2 separate regions of the Drosophila melanogaster genome follow, and region 2 is linked to region 1. A link is a contact called in public Hi-C data. All regions are on one chromosome and are shown on one strand. Each heading gives the region's core, a stretch centred on a gene start, on an enhancer-like site or on the middle of the called end of the contact. The rest is flanking DNA. Distances are from core to core; before and after follow the strand shown. Region 1 overlaps Tbh (Tyramine beta hydroxylase). Region 2 holds the start of mys (myospheroid).

Region 1 (5,057 bases), core at 945-3,444:
CTATAACTTTTAAATTTCAATGTATATAATATTTTAAGTATTTTCAGTTGCCCAATGCAAATGTAATAACTACCAAAGAAGTATTTTCAGTGCATATACATATTTAATATTTAAACAAATTATTAAGTACTTTGGAAACCAATTTTTTTGAGTGGCTAAAATAAATAGGGTGTCTGAAAGTTGATCAGTTCGCCATAACTGACTTTATTCGCTCCTTGATGCCGAAAATGCGGAAAAGCCTTCATAAAAGGGAATGAAATTACCACAGGATCTGTGCGGAGGTCCTTCGCCTTTTCGTCCTGCAATGACAACAACAGCAACAATCAGCCACCACGAAAATGAAAAAAAAAATAAAAAAAAATAAATAAATAAACGAAACGAAGTGAATCTGTGTACAAATTTAATTTGCCCTCCATTTTTTTTTCTTTTTATATGCGTTTTATGTTCCCACAAAAGCTGAACGGAAAATGTCACATAATCAAATTTTTTTTAACGCAAGCGATTTAAGAGTTGCGGCCGCTTGCAAGAAAATTCCAAAATTTCCTGAGGATGACGGCTGACAAAAAAAAAAAAATAAAGAAAATGTATAAATAAAAGAGAGCAAAGTGGTGTTTCTGCGGCTCCTTGCGATGACATATGAAATATTAACAAGAACACCGCGTGCTTTTTACATTTTTGGAGGGCAGTGTATGTGCGTTATGTGAGTTTTGTGGGGCGGTGTTTCGAGAGATGAAAGTGCCAAAATCTGGATAAAAAACGGGAATGAGGCTCAAGCGGTGTGCCAAGGATCAAGCAAGTCGCACAATTCGCCATCGAGCGTGAAAACAAATTTACTTTAACGATTCCCGCAGCACGAAGGTGGCTAATTGGGAAGCCCAACGGGTTTTGCTCGATTTTCAACTACCTTCGAATTAAACAAGCATATTTATGCAGCGTTTTTCTAATCAGATGTTCTCATACCTATTTATGACAATTTGCAATTTATGAGCATAGCATATATTAAACGGTAATATGATTGCAACCGACAGTTTGGAATCTTCTTTGTAATTCTTTGTAATAATATTCGCTTAAAGGGTATCAACGAACTTCCCCCAAGTTGCGCTCTGCTCTGCCTGTCTGCCTGTCTGTCTGTCTGGCTGTCTGTCTGTTTGTATATAAATTAGAACACATCAAAAGTTTGTGACATTAAATTTGGTCCCTCGGCCGCGTTCGCCATTCCAGAAAAGCTCGTTCACACACGCCACCGATTGGGCCGCAGATAAATGTTTTAGCAGAATGTGTCTGCGGCTCAAACTGCGAATGGGTATGGGTATGGAAATGCCGTTGGCAGTAAGGATGCTGCACGGGCCCCAAAAAAAAAAAAACCCGGATCTATGCCACAGTCCCAGTGGCAAGGACTACCTCAAGCGTTACCTCGGCTCGGCCTATACAGTGCAATCTCTGAAACCAAAAAAGCGAACTCAAGCTGAATTGAGTTAACTAGTAGTTGATTATTCATTGAATTAGTTACTTGCACTTGGCCATTATGATTACGTTTCTTTTTTAATGTATAATTTGTATTATTTTCACTTGTATCCGTGCTTCACTGTACTGTTGCTAAGCGGAAACAGGCGGTCACGATGAAGGTTGGCTTGATTAAATGTTCTGCTCCTGTGTATTTTGTATGTTTGTGTGTGCGTTGTGTGTGTTTGTGCGTGTATGTGTGTGTGCGAGCGTGAAAATGCAATGACAACAGACCGAAAAAAGCGATTACGCACACAGACGCACGCACACACGCACAAGATGCGGAACGCGATGCCTTCACGTATGCCATTACGTTCGGTTGCGTTACGCATACGCCGCGTATGCCGCGGACCACTTGACTTTTCTCCCTTTCTCCACCACTGGCCTCAAAAAGTCGCTGAACTACCAGAAGAACCATGGCATAAAAGTTGAATAACTTAAAAAAGAATATATATATATATATATGTGCATAAATATATGTAGGTGTGCCTAAAATTGTGGATTGTGCGAGTGATTTCGCCTTGAATCTTAAATTATTAATTTATTTAATAGTTCATTCAATACATTGAGCATACAAGTGCGTGTACATATAGGCGTTTGTTCCATTTCGCCGCCCCTCCTTCGGATGTTCATTCTTATCGCTCATTCTGTTTGACTTTTCCTTGCCCTCGCTTACATCTTATTTTCGCTAGATTTTCCGCTGGCAAGGAGTGGAAATGCATGGAGCGTATATGTGTATATGTACATGAAGTCTGTCATCTGCTTGAAGGCTTCCAAGTCTGATGAATTAATGCTAATGGAATGGAAGCTGTTGTCTTTCGACTGCCAATATAAATCAGGCAAATAAATTTGACTAAAATAAAAGGCTGTAGAAATGTGGCAAATCGAAAACTATGACAGAACATTTTAATTGATGGCAATTTACATGATTTCTTCTCTGTGCAGCACTTTGGTTTCCGTAATGTAGTTTGTCTCATTCCCAAGCCCCCCGCCACGCCCACATTTCTTTTTTATTATTTTTTTTTTTTTGGGTGTGCGTGTACGCCCGTCGCCAATGAATATTAAAATATTTGTTGTTTCGTTAAAAACTTTTAATTGGATATTGCAGCGTTTTTAATACTCTCATGACTGCCCCCATCGCCACGTCCTTGCCCCTTTATCATGCTGGTCACACAAAAATTGTGCACAAAACTGAAAAATCAATTAAAATGGCCGCTCGCTGAAGGATCAAAAATTTCCAACAAGGACAATGAGTAACGAGAGTCCATTATTGGCGGGAATTAAGCCCTCGAATAATATCAAACACTCTGCGATTTCCGGTATTCTATTCCGTAGATAAAACGAAAGGAGACTCGACTTGACCATGCAATTCATGCGAATTGCTTGATACGTCAATGTAATTAATTGATAAATATTTGGCATTGTATCAAGTACTTGTGGAATGCATTCCATAGCAGTCACACAAAATATTCAATGAAAAATGCATGTTTCTGGTATGGTGGTCAGTTTTTATTAGATAATTATACATTTTACTTTTTTTTTGGTTTCGCTTTCGCTTGGTTTTTGTTTTTTATAAATATTTCATCTACATAGTTTATATATTCATGTGTATATATATTTCATTTATAGCCATAGAACAATTATCACATCTTACATATGTATGTTGGCTACACTTAAACGTATCCATTACATGTTTACTCAAATGTATGTCGGTGTGGTTGTGTGGATGTGTATGTGTTGGTGCATTTATGTCGATAGGTTCAACGGTAGTGAAAAGTAAGAAAAGCGTGAAGGTACTGATAGGGTTGGATTAATAGGGAATCGAATGGGGCGACTAGAGGATTCCCCTTTTTGTGAAAGAAACACATGGGTGCATGTGGTAAGCTCCTGGCTGTTGGTAGCCCATCTACCATGTCCCATGATCCCCTCTGCGCCAACTTTTCACATTTCCAATAAGATCTCATACCAATTTAATATATATTTTTTTCTCTTTCGATTTTTGTCCGTCTTTCTCGCCGAGTTTCTTGGTAATTAGACTTGGCAACGTCGGGTTGCATCAAAAGTTTGCTCATTTATATTGTATAAACAGAGTGAGTCCGCCATCCATTTCTTGGCCATCTTGTTTCCGGCCAGTTTGTCCGTTTAAGTACGTTCCGTTTCATTCAGTCAGTTGGCCATTTAATTTTTCAGCTGGCGCTGAGAAGTATGCTACAGTTTCGTCTCAGCCAAGTTCAGTGCGCTTGTGTGTGTGTGTTTCTGTGCGCGCGCGCTTGTGTGTGTGTGTGTGTGTGTGTGCGTGTGGGCCATGCTTTGTAAGCTGTGTCGTATTAAACGTTCTAGCCTGGCGGCGCTGTCAGTCGGCAAATTTCAAAGGCTGGCCAAAACAACAAGGGCAAAGGGCACAAACAAAGTCAAAGGCGAAAGCAAAGTGAAAGTGAAAGTAAAAAGGGTGAACAACATGGGCAGGATTGGTAAATGCATTAGTTATTTAAAGAGTGAAAACATTTGTTTTGCCCTGTTGCCCTTACACACACACACACACACACACACGCACACATACAAACGCGTTGATAATGCTAATGACCATGCAGATAAAGGGTAAAATACAAAGCGACTACAGTCAAACTTCCATAAGGCGTAAAAAACAAAACAAAAAAAAAGTGATTCCTCTGATTTCTGTTGCGAATTTCAAAGTAAAGTCAACAGAAACATTTAGGCTATCAGTTAGTTACTGTTAGTAAGAACTAACTAACCAAAATAGGAGTAAAATAACCTTTTTTTAAATGTTTTTAGATCTGTTTTCAAGCTTTTTTTGCTAAATATTCAAAAGTATTCATGAGTTAAGCTTTCAAAATAGACGTGAATGAGTTTAGCTTTTGCATAGGCGACTGTTGAAATCGAAATTCTCATATTATCCATGCCGTGCGCGTGTGTTGTATGTGCTGTATGTGTGTGTGTGTGTGTGGGTGTGGGTGTGAGTGTGTGCTATGCCACGCCCCCATTCGCCTATTCGCCTAATGCCTAATGTACGGCGCCCCTAATAGATGCACTCCCCCAGCAAATCGCAATCGCCCTTCTCCAATGGCTTCAGCCACAGCGGATTGTAGTTGGGGCACAGTTTGCGGTGAATGGGTATGCGAATTTGTACGGGCGTCGCAGCCACGCCCTCCCAGCTAGACCGCCCCTCGAAGCGAGTGCCATCGGACCTGTTGCACTGCATGCTCAGCGGCTCCTGCATGTACATGGTGTACAGCTGATCGATACGCGGCTGGGTCCATTCGATGCTCCGGTAATTGGACGACCTGGCTCCATTCAAATGCACGCCATGCTGATGCTCCGTGCTGCAAGCATACAAACGGATAATAAGGATTATATTATTATATTATATATAAGTTCTATCCTAACACAAATCGAATTCGCAACAATTAAGATTGTATACTAAATAATGTCTCAAAATTATCATTTATAAGTTATTATAAGTTTATACGTTTTTTTTTTTATGAAACAAACACAATTTGAATGCAGATATTTAAAACGCCTAATTGAAACGGAAT
Region 2 (5,057 bases), core at 1,180-3,679, 33 kb before region 1:
GTGCTCACTGCCGTCAGTTTGGCCGCCTTCTGGGCATCCGTTTGTCCAGCGATGGCGGCCAGTATTGCGATCATGAGGAGGGCCAGCTGGCACCTCCGGTTTCTCTCGAGGATCATGGCTTTGGCGGTTAGCGGTTGGTGCAGGTTGTGGATGATTCGGGATGCAGGAGGATCGGATATCCTTGGATGTGCCAGGTGCTGTGTGTGCTCTGTCTCTGTCGCTTCTGTGCGCCGGCTGCAATGGTAAGTGAATTAAAATTGTTGGATTTAGCACTAGATGTTAAGTAAGGGGCAGAAATTATTATAAAAGCCATTCCTGGTTCACTTATATTTCTAATGCTACATATTTTATATTATTTTTTTTTATATGCCTTAATCTTTCATTTATTTTTAAGACACAATTTGATTTCTTCGATTTCGCTGCAATTTTTACGAACGCCGGTGTACGTAAAAGTCCAGCTGCTGACTGCACTGCTTGTCGAGCACTGCTTTCTCCGCGTGCCCTGCTTTTTTCTTTATTGCAACAACAAACAACAGCAAATGGCCGCACATCTGTCCCCTTTTTTTGTTGTTTCTTTCGCTCTACCTTAATGTTTAATTTTATTTTCTCATCAACTTGGCCAGATGACTCATCTCACAAACACACACACACACCAAGCGATTGATGTACGAACTTGTGTGTGGGTGTGCGTGCCTGCGTGCTTTTGTTGTTTTTTTTTGTTGGCCTCCGAAAAGAAAAGGAAAAAAGCGGAAGGAAGAGAGCTTTCGATAAACGTCAAATGCAATGCGAATTACTCATTCGAGCACGTTCCGTTAGCACGCTCTCTCGCTCTCTTGGCTCCTGGCAAAATGTAAACAAAGGCCGAACGAACAATGAGTGGTCATTGAGTCAGCTTCGCTGGGTTTCCTTTCCGCCTAAAGCCACATGAATCACTCACTCCAAGCCACTCAAGACTCAAATCAAAATTCCATATGCACGGAACGGAAAAAAAAGGGCTGCAGATTACGTATACGTATGGGTGTTGTGTTGGTCGGCTATTTTTAAACGCCCACGCACACACAACACAACGAACACTAACACACCACAGAGCTTGATTTGCAGCAGATCGTGTGCCGAAAGGAAAACAAACTAAAAACGACTAAGCCCATGTTTATATACCCTTGGATTGAATAATTTCATTCGATTATCATTTATACACCCAGTCACAGCATATCAAAGTTATGAGTTGTGCACTTAGTAGTAGTTTTAATCAGTTTTTTAGCTAGCAAATTCGTAATACTATAAACCGCCTGAGTAAACAGCATCTGCAGCGCATAGTTTCAACCACGGATGGACGCCCACAGCCATTGGGCCAAAAACGAGGCACATCTGGGCCGCCCACATGTGGGCGTACTGGTTAAACCAGCGGCGCGCAGAGGATTTCATTTTTTTTATTGTTTTTTTTTTGATAGCTTTGGTAAAATTGGTTTTTACTTCCAGTTACAGTTGGTTTCAAATTCGGTTGGCTGTTTATAAAGTGGACAATTACCCCGAAAATCTGGGCAATCCCCTGACAAACACAAATTCCTGCTGCTGCCACTGAGCTCTTGATTTTTGTACGCTCTTTTCGCTTCTGCCTACGTACTCTACTCGATTTTTAGTTCGAGTGCAAGATCTCCGGGGTGGGGAAGTTGCACTGAAAAGGGAGGGGGCGTAATCAGCAATTGGCGTCGCGAAGTCGCCGATATGCACACTCAAAGAAATAAATAAATATGATGAATAATAATAACAAAAAAAATGAAACGAGTGAATGTATCGTGAGGATTCATTATTTTTTTTAGCTCAACAAACAACCCACACACAGATACGGCGTTCGGTGTGTGCGTGCCTGTGTGTCGTCACTGCGAATGAAATCATCGAAAAAAGAGGAGATAAAAGTAGCGCTTCGATATTGCTTCCTCTTTTTTTGGGCAAATGCAGCCCGGAATCCATTGATTTCTTACGTAATACCCACTATTTCACCCGCTATCTGATTAATCGCAGCACTTTGGCTTAACTTTCGCTGCGTTTTCGCTGATAATTCGCGATATTAATTTCCATCAGGGCGGCACTTTTCTTATTTTGATTTGCCTTCTCGCACACTTGTGGAGTTCCCACTCACACGCACACACTCGCACACTAAACACTAGCACTGTGCACACACGCAGTTATTACAATTACTTGCCACCGTTATTCGCTAGATCAGCGAATTTAACTCTTATCGGGTGACACGAAAAACCAAAAAAAAAAATACAATTCGACTGCAGAAGCAGCAGCTGAAGGCCGCCAATTGGTGTCGGGAATTGGATTTGGATTAAATTAATATTTACTGCTTTGCTTTGTCCGCGGATCTGGTCTGTTGTTCAGTGTTACCAGATGGTGTCAGCAGGGGGTGGAACAACAGTCAATGTTCTTTCGATATTTGCCATCCGATGTTCGCCAGTGTTGTTAAATAGCTCTGGTCACACCGAGCCTAGGAACAGTGTTGCACAGTTTTGGAGGACTGTGTCTCCGCTAAAAGAGACATTTGTGCTCGCAAACACAATCCGATAAGTAATCGAGAAACACGTAAAGGAACTCTGGTTATCGGAGTCACTTATTGCACGATAGTTTCAGACAAAAACGCCTGCTTATATCGATGACAGCCTTGTTTTTGTTGCGCTTACGTTACGAAATTAATGTAAAGTAGCCGACGAATCTACGTTCTACCAGTATAAATGGATTAAAACTAACAACAGCATAAGTGTAAACTGCTGGTGAATTTCCCAAATAGCCATATGAAAAAGCTAAAAGTACGTGCAAATGGTTGAGAAAAGGAGAGAACGAAAGCCACTATGAGTTTGCGAGAGTATGTGTGACTACTTTGCTCTCTGGCTCTCTCTATCACACACACTCGCACAGAACGCTCTTCTCACATGCTCTCTCTCGGCCGGTAGCTCTAGCTGTCCCGCTCTCGATTTATCAATAAAAGCAGTGCGTTAGAGCGGCATAGCCGCATGTACCAAGCGCGTGCGCCTCGTGCCCGTCGGCTGTCCATGTGTGCGTGTGTATTCGCATTTTCAGTAATTTCGAAAAAAAATTTTGTATATTTGATGGCGACTCAGAAGAAACTCGCGCGTTTGTCGAAAAATCGTAGCGCGTACGTATATATCGGTGTGTAGAAATTACTAAAAATTGTGGTAAAAAATGGCAAAAATTATATAAATTTGTGTTCGAAGTGGAGTGCTAATTGCGGGGGATCAGATGCGAATGGAAAAATGTTGAAATTTATAAGATTTTAGCGCCAAAAAATGCATTTGAAAAATGTGAGACTTCAATGGACATGACAAATTTTTTTTTTCATTTTTTTCGGTGGTGGAACAAAAGCGAACGAAAGAGGAGCAAGAAGCAGAAACGTTCGTCAGTGTGTGTGCGTGTGTGTGTCGAGTGAGGGGGCATGAGCATGAACGTGTGTAGTCACCAAGTGAATAATATTAACAAATAAAAGAAGAAAAAACGAAAAAAGAGGAATACACACGCAGAAGCGCGCGAAAAGTTTCACTCGAAATGAGAAAAAACAAAAGCAAAATATACTAGCGCTAGTTGATTTTCGCTAGCAAAAAGAAACCGACGTGCACATTGAAAATCTATAATTTTGTCGATTTTGTTATTGTATTTTTTGATTTTGCGGTTTTGCGGCGCCGTCGGTAACGTTAGCATACCGTTACGTGGCCTACGTAGCGTGGTGACGTACAGAAGACGCTTACGTTGTGGGTTACGTTACATTTGTCGCTGGGGATTTTACTCTTTCTCCCTCTCTTTACGCCACACTCATTCTCTGGCGCGCGCAAATCCAAAAATCTCGAGAAAAAAAATAGTGCCCGATGTGACCAATATTTTTTGTTTTTATTTTTACAGTTGCAACTTTTTAACAATCGTGTACAATCTGTATGTTGTATATGTTCAATTCAAAATTCAGCAACAATAGCAACAACGCAATTCAGCAACAACAACAAACAAAACCGACAAGCTAAACTTGGCTAAGACAAAATCAACATCCAGCGGCAGCGCGGCCATAAACAAAGCCAAAATCAAAAGTCATTCGGATATATACATATATTCGCCCATAATAGCGAATAAACAGTAACAGAACGAGTGGATTTAACGAAACAACAAAAAGAAAAGAAGAACGATAAAATCCAAAGGAAAAGTAAGTTTAAAAAGTGCAGCGCACGTGGCGTTTACCCCCGCCTCCTCCACCACTAGCCGCCCACCTTCGCACAGTGGAAAACGACACAAGAGCGCGCCTCTTCGGTTTGCCCCAAGGACACTTTGCATTTTCTGCTAGTTTTCGAGTATTTGCTTAGGGGTCAGCAACCCGGCAAAATGGAGGGAAATTTCGACACGACAGCTGCTTTTCCCCGGATTTATTCAACTGCCGCAACAACCCTTTTTTCCCCGTGGCCTGGGAAAACGATGCATTCCATGTTTATTTACAATTTAACTGTGCAATAACTGAGATACCAAATGTTCCCAGGGTGATTTCGAATTAATCTGCTACTTCTACTGATCCTAGATTTCTTTTAACTCGAATGCAACATCATATCGTTTTTGAAAGCAAAGCAGTCCAAATGATTATTATAAAAATAAATAAACTAATCTAGTTTACTATTTACATTCCCAAAGATGTGATTTGTTGGAAAGATTTGTTCGTTTCACTTTTATATTTTGAGAGATTTTCCTTTATACTGTGAATATTATTCATATATATTATTCACTATAAATAAATAGTATCTGTGCATCCCACAGATTTCCTATATTTTATCATAATATTCAATGGCAAATGACTTCGCGCCCTCTCCCAATTTCCATTTCTCTCTTTCTATAAATCGCATATATCTGCATATGTACTTTTTACCGGCATTTAGGATTTTCGTTTATTCGCTCTCGTTTGTGTTCAATTGTTGTTGCTGCTGCACTTTGCTGGTTGGCGCGTAAATAGGCAAACGCAATTTGTTTGTTTACTTGTCGGGCGCTAAATTGAAGATATGTTTATCGTA

Evidence for each region. Hi-C and Micro-C count contacts between places; a contact is called where the count stands out from the background.
Region 2: a contact with region 1 is called in a Hi-C map of the Kc167 cell line, with 2.1 times the contacts expected there. The contact joins the promoter of mys here to the enhancer-like site in region 1. A contact is called at or near these places in 2 of 107 Hi-C or Micro-C datasets (the D17-c3 cell line and the Kc167 cell line).

What each region holds. Positions count from the first base shown.
Region 1 is chrX:8,025,333-8,030,389 of dm6, reverse strand. Tbh (Tyramine beta hydroxylase) reads right to left here. Exons shown (of 8, transcript NM_176711.3): 8 at 2,996-4,844. The coding sequence ends at 4,541. Among named protein-coding and RNA genes, the nearest start is that of CG15333, 6.5 kb to the right of the region's middle. Within about 2 kb of position 2,194, at least 5 of the 39 cell types and tissues checked have an H3K27ac peak or open chromatin away from gene starts, as enhancers often do. A contact at or near this core is called in the Kc167 cell line, where this site is marked.
Region 2 is chrX:8,059,017-8,064,073 of dm6, reverse strand. mys (myospheroid) reads right to left here and starts at 2,429. Exons shown (of 7, transcript NM_080054.3): 1 at 2,349-2,429; 2 at 1-234. The coding sequence starts at 116. It also overlaps a transcript of fs(1)h not described here.